Regions from separate parts of the Gasterosteus aculeatus genome. Here region 2 is linked to region 1. The links are chromatin contacts, called in public Hi-C maps. All regions are on one chromosome and are shown on one strand. The core of a region is the stretch at or near the end of the contact, and the rest is flanking DNA. Distances in the headings are between cores, read along the strand shown. Region 1 overlaps LOC120811217 (RNA-binding motif, single-stranded-interacting protein 3). Region 2 holds the start of azi2 (5-azacytidine induced 2).

The links. A called contact is a pair of places that touch in the nucleus more often than the background predicts.
Region 2: a contact with region 1 is called in a Hi-C map of skeletal muscle, with 4 times the contacts expected there. The contact joins the promoter of azi2 here to the enhancer-like site in region 1. A contact is called at or near these places in 5 of 6 Hi-C or Micro-C datasets (liver, skeletal muscle, tail fin and 1 more).

The regions. Positions count from the first base shown.
Region 1 is chr20:13,949,179-13,952,348 of fGasAcu3.hap1.1, forward strand. It overlaps LOC120811217 (RNA-binding motif, single-stranded-interacting protein 3), which reads right to left. Exons shown (of 14, transcript XM_040166460.2): 9 at 2,664-2,760; 10 at 1,835-1,885. Among protein-coding and RNA genes, the nearest start is that of entpd3, 17 kb to the left of the region's middle. Within about 2 kb of position 1,548, at least 1 of the 9 cell types and tissues checked has open chromatin away from gene starts, as enhancers often do.
Region 2 is chr20:14,069,399-14,072,504 of fGasAcu3.hap1.1, forward strand. It overlaps azi2 (5-azacytidine induced 2), which reads left to right and starts at 1,759. Exons shown (of 8, transcript XM_040166462.2): 1 at 1,759-1,980. LOC144389463 reads right to left here and starts at 1,767. Exons shown (of 3, transcript XM_078094167.1): 1 at 421-1,767. The coding sequence starts at 469.

The sequences.
Region 1 (3,170 bases), core at 298-2,797:
GTGACTGAGTGATTAGCAGAGGCGTTATTGCGTGCAACAGCTTCACTGTGTCGCACATTAATCAAAGTTAGCAGTCACTAACTGAGGCCCAGCAGTGAGGGAGCCTCTGCTACGATGGGAACAGAATTAAGCCGCTGTGTTTCTCTCAGCCCGTCTCCCTGAGTCCGTCTCCCTGACACAGCTTTAATTCCTCTGGTTCCAAGAAACACAATGACTAGCCGTCGCCTTTGTTGTCTTAACGGGGATTTTGACGACGCCGAGACAATACTGGGGAGCAGGCGCGCACAGCCCAGACATGCCTCTGCAGCAGTTGTTTTCTTTTCTTTGTTCTCAACGTATTCTGTCCTCTCCTTTCCCTGTGCCTGCTTCTACCTTCCTGTCCCCACTCTGTCAAATGTTCTCTACAGCTACTTTTTTCTTCTTCCTGTCCCTCATTCCGTCTTTTGCTCCTTATGTCGCTCCGTCTTCCCCCGAGTCTTTTGCGGCCTTATCAAGCGGCTCGACCAAACAATTAGAAGGGACACTTGATTGAAAACACATTTAGAGAAGGGGATTATTTTCTCTCACGGACATAATTTTAATTAGACATGACAACAGAATATTTTTAGGAGTTAGAGCACGGACACAAAGAGGAAGGAAACGAGAACTGTAGAGAGGAGGACAATAGAATTTTGAACTAATTTAACAATATATGACGATGGTTGCTGGAATCCCTCAGTTCCTGCCTGAGATAACATATCTGTGCTGCTTCTAACTATCGTCACAGTTTCAATGGAGCATTACTGAATTTTGCAGGAATATAGTCGGCAGATGTTTCCAAAACCCTGCTGGTAAGATAGAAATCTGGACGACAGATCATTCTTTTTAGACACATATCTATTGGAAAGGAGCGAGCCAGAAAAGTCCGGAGGAGCCAGCGTCGTCATGGGGTGTCCTGGGTGTCCACATGACGTGGCGTGTCTGAAATCTGATTAACACACTAATAACACGGATGTCCTCATTGTACTTCATCACTTCTCCGATGATGGAAATATTTTTCACACGGAGAATCTAATCTAATCTAATCTATTCACGCCACTTTTCAGGGCAGGCGTGTAGTTAAATCACATGAGTTTACAGGCTAGTAAAAAAAACAGTTTATTGAACTGCACTGTAGACGAGCAGAGCCAGTGAAACTGTAAACTGCTGATGAATAAATCTTTAAGAGGTGATTACGGTTTACCGTTTATCTGAAGCCTTTCAGGGTAATGGTGTGGTTCCAATATGAATCTGTGATTTCCTTATTCATTAAACCTGCTGCGCTTTGAAAAAACCAACAAGGTATTACGCATGCGAGGCAACGATGTGCCTCTCTTCTTCTGACAATTATGTGGAATATGTGTGTGCATCACTGTTTACGTTAATATCCACTTTAATATCAGTATAACATTTCGATCAACCACACCTTTGGAAGTCAGCTTTGTATCTGCAGTCTCATTTCAAACCAGCAGGGAGCAACCTTCTATTGTGGATTACAAACTCCGCTGAGCTCTGCTGTTAAAGGAGGTCGTGCACCGGCTGATTCAGCAGGGTAAGACTCGCATGCAGGGCTTACTCTTTTTTTTCAGCACTGATATGGGTTTGGCTGTCACGTGCCGCACTTGTGGGGAAGCTGTTTTGTTTCTGTTTTGTTATTTGGATCATTTTCCGTTACTTGCTTCATCTTTTGCATTGACATACGGGAAACAAATGAAAAATAACAAAAACTGCGTACAGTCACAATTGGAACGATCCAATAAATGTCTATGCTTTACATGACATAAGAACAAAAAATAGAGCGGTCTTAAAAACTTACTGTAGGTTGCATTACATACTGTTGATGTGGCATCCACGATGTACTCTGGACCTGAGGTGATGAGAGGACGCAGGGAGAAGCAACGGCAGGAAATGACAACATGCACCAATGTTGCATGTACCGGTGATGACAATTAAATCAGAAATGATAGAGGAAACAGAAAAAGATTGAGTGTTGAAATATAAATAAATAAGAGAAAATGAAGAGGATGGGGATGAGTAGGCGGATACAGAAGGGAGGAAATTATAAATATAGTTGTAAGTGGTTAAAGAATTGAAAAAGAGAAAACATAAAGAAGGTGAATTGGAAGGCAGCATGGCAAAGCCATAATGAGAAAAACACAGAGGAGAGGAGACAAAGATGAATCATTAGCTCTGGTCTTTACAAGCATATTTCAGAGCCTCAGTACCTGCAGCAGCGTGTCCTAACGGATATTACATCCCTAACTGAGGGTCCACTATACAGCATGTTATTCTGCAATTATAAGAGGATATAAAGGCCACAGCGAGCAATAAAGTCTAATAATTACTGCTTCGCAGCGGAGGTTTCATCATCAAAGTCCGCTTTGATCATTGAATGCTCAGTTAAATCTGTGGCCTGGACAGAGAGGTTTAGCAACGGCAAAATGTATGGCTGAAAATTGAACTTGTGTTTTGTAGAAGTGACTAGAAGAAGACGTAACAGTTTAACCAAGTACCCGGAATTTGGAAGAAAAAAGCAACACAATGAAACCATCACTTATTATTCTAAATACGCAACCCCATATTCACTTATTTAGCTTATCTGGAGTCCTTCCGGCCAGCAAAACTTGTGAGAGGGGTCCACACACCTGATATGTGGAGACAGGCGAAGCAGCGATGAAGGGTGTGATCGAAGTCTGTGCAATCATCCGATTGGTGGAGATGCTGTAAGGTGACGAGTAAAACCTGTGCAGCGAAAAAGAAACGTGTTACATTATGAAAAATTGCTCAACTGCCCAGCAGGGTAAAGCAGAACCAAGAGCATGTTGACAGGACGTAAATGTGGCGTCAATCAAGAGGCTCCTCCGCCCATACAGCTCTTTTTAGCTCTTCACATGTAGCCACATGCAAAGGTGAAAATGAGCCTTTGGTACGTCTTTGTTTTCAACCACAAAGTGCACTTCAAGACATCACTGACAAAATGTATCAGACATCATCAAGGCTGTCATGGAAACAATAACATATTGCAGCCTCGTTCTGTGCCTCACCATCAAAGTCGTCTTTGAATTAGACTTGACACTCACCGGAGCAAACACCATGTTACTAAGGAGTCTGCTATGCATGATAATGAATTATCGCCTTAATGTGTGAGTGGG
Region 2 (3,106 bases), core at 509-3,008, 120 kb after region 1:
TCGTAACCACCTTTACGATGCTCAATACATGTGGTAAACACTGCTGCAGGCATGTACAGTACATCTCTCAGCTCCATAAAGTTATATAACCATTCAAACTGTTGTTTGCAATGCAATGCAATGCAATGCCTGTTGCCTTATTCCGGAAGGGTTGGACTGACTATAACACATGTGCTTATTTAGAAGATTAAATCTGGATGGGCAGCTTTTAGAGAAATAAATTACACCTTAGCAGATAGGACGAGCGCAGCGTTATTTATATGCAATTTTAAGCCTGACCACGGCAATACACTGAACTTCAGAAAACTAATACATTTTGAGAATCTATCAGTCTGGAAATAAAAAAAGAACTTTAAACTTTGATTGAAAAGCCTTTTTACTCATGCTGTAAAAACAGACATATACAAGTGGTGGACTTACACCCGCGAGTCTTTAACATGCAGGTCTTAGGCTCCTCTTCACATGTCATGTCACCGATCTTTGCAGGTTCCTCCAAAGCCAAGTCACAGGGTTTGTATTTCCCACGTTCTTGGACTGCTATGCCTTTTGAAGGGATTTATATTACACATTTAGGAATTATTTGGCAAAATAATGAATGGAAAATGCACGTTCTAAAAGCAGTGACTATCGTGGGTGGAATACACCTCAAAAATACTGTAGAGTAAGACCAACGTTAGAAATCATAAAAACAAGTGGTATTTTATGAAAGCACAGAGCTTTAGTATTATTTGTTGCTTTCTTTAAAAACGTAATTTTTCCGTTAAATACAAATATCAATATTAAAATAGTTATTACAGGTTGACCATATAGCTGTTTGGACTATGTTTGGGCATCTGCGTGGCATTCCATTTTAATCGGGCTATTTACGAGACCTAATGCTATAAGTTAGTTACTATGAGAGAAATTTGAATGTTTTATTAGTGTTAAGAACATTATGTCAACTCATTAGCCAGTTCTGACGGAACTTAATTTATCCAAGACAGGCTGCTGAATGTGACACCGGGAACGCACTTATAGTGTTGGAATGTTCAGTCACATCATTATTAATTAATGATTGAAATAAGCTGTAGCTTAACAATTTTCATCAAATCTAGCAACCGTTTGGTGATTGAAATTAACAATTAACTCTAGCTAGCTAGCTAGCTAGACATTGCTATACCTCCCAGCGCAGAAACGACAGCAGGAAAAAAAATATTGTTTCCTTTTTTTCTTAGCCGATAAGAAATAAATTAAATTTGTATTTGAGCAGTGTCAGCTGAAGTGACCTTACCGTATCTTAGCAAAGCATGTGAGAAAATACTGGCGAAGTTCGTAAAAGTTAATAAACGTTAGCTAGCATGAGCTAATGTTATCATTATAACGTCAACGGTCAAGTTAACAATTAGCTTTAGGTAGCACGTTAAACCGTTAAAATGTAAATCACTTTACATTATTAAATTATAACGTTACTATTTATTTTTATTTTACTTAATGGGCGCATCTGAGACAAGATACATACGTTACCAAATAATGATGGCTATTGAGATTTGATGACCCTTTGACCCCTGGCCCCTTAATAAGGACGTGACGTCAAACTCGATTAGACACGCTGTACGTTGCCTACATAAAACAATGTAACGTCAATTGTAATTAAGTCGGCTCATACTCCTCGGAAGGTGAAACTATTCAACTGTTGTATTAATTCAGCAGAACTAGCTCCTATTTCACATGTTGTCATTGCAGCTTCTTCCCTAACGTGTTATTGCTGATTATGCCACGCTTAATATTACTCTCATTTACATCGTGCGTTTATTTTGAAAGGACTTTAACAGTCAAGTGACACCCGGAAGTTTTGGTTTCCTCACCTGTCAGTTCTGACACGGTGCGAGAGTCCAGCTTCGTTTCTTTGTTTTCCCCCGGGAGAAAGGTCTTCTTCTTTCAAGAATAAATGATAATCTTGTGTGGCCAACTGACACACAATTGAGGAGAGCATCTAAAACGGTTGGTGACAGTTGAGATGGGAAAATAATCGACTGCTTTTGCTTCACCTCGTCAGAAGACGTTAGCAAAGAGCTAACGTTAGCTAACCGTTATCATCAACTGTTTGATCAATGTAATGACGGAAATGATCGATCCATATTGCATACATCTCCACGTGACTGTGCGTTATTATTCATTCTGAAACCAATTTTAGAACTGCCTCCTGTTTAGTCGGTTGTCAACAGAGCTAACGGAAGCTAACACTATAACGTTAGCATCGCATAGAAACGAGTGTCAGTCAATGTTTACAACCCAATTATGGCTGCTTTGCATCCTTAAAGGAAATACGGTATCTTCGTTGCTTTCACGTCCCGGTTAGCCGTTAGCTCTTGTATGTGATCGATGTGCGGGTAACGCGATGACGTTCCTCTCCGTGTCTTATTTTGGTTACATGTTGACTTTCGTTTTAACTTGCTGGGGTCACTTTCAATTTTAGACCTAGTTTCTCAAGTCGTCATTTACAGTCAGTGCCCCTGCGTTTATTTTGTGGTTGGTTCGAAGCCATTGCCTCAGATCTTGAAGCATCCGTCCAATCCTCCTCCTGAAACTTACTTTTTGCTGACATTCGGCCCTTACGGTTAAAAACTTGGCTCTTCGGTGTTTGCTGCATCATTGCATGCTGACATCATCGACCAGCGGTAGCTGCACCGCCTCTCCTGCCAAGCTGGTACTCTGAACAAAGGAGATCAAGGAGGGTTTGGTCGGTTAACTTTACCAGTCTGTCTGTCTCAAGTAGCTTGCCTGGACTTCGTTCTTACTGAGAGTCAATTGATCTGTGTCAGTGTGAGTCTCTAGCTTCTCCTCTGTAACTGTGTCCAATCAAAGTGTAGTATTTGCGTTTATAACTTTAGGGAATATTTTTTCCAGAAATAGATTGTTTTTGTATGGACAGTATTGTTTTTTTATATAGGGCAAGCAACCATTGATCCAAGGCAATGTGACTAAACTACGGATGCCACAAATGTCCCAGATATCACAAATTGCAAAGCTTGAAATGTCTCATAACAGCAGGTATATGGACACAAAAGACACGTTACTGTAAGGTGGGCCTGAGGTCATCCATATGTGGCTTGATGCTGGTTGTCTC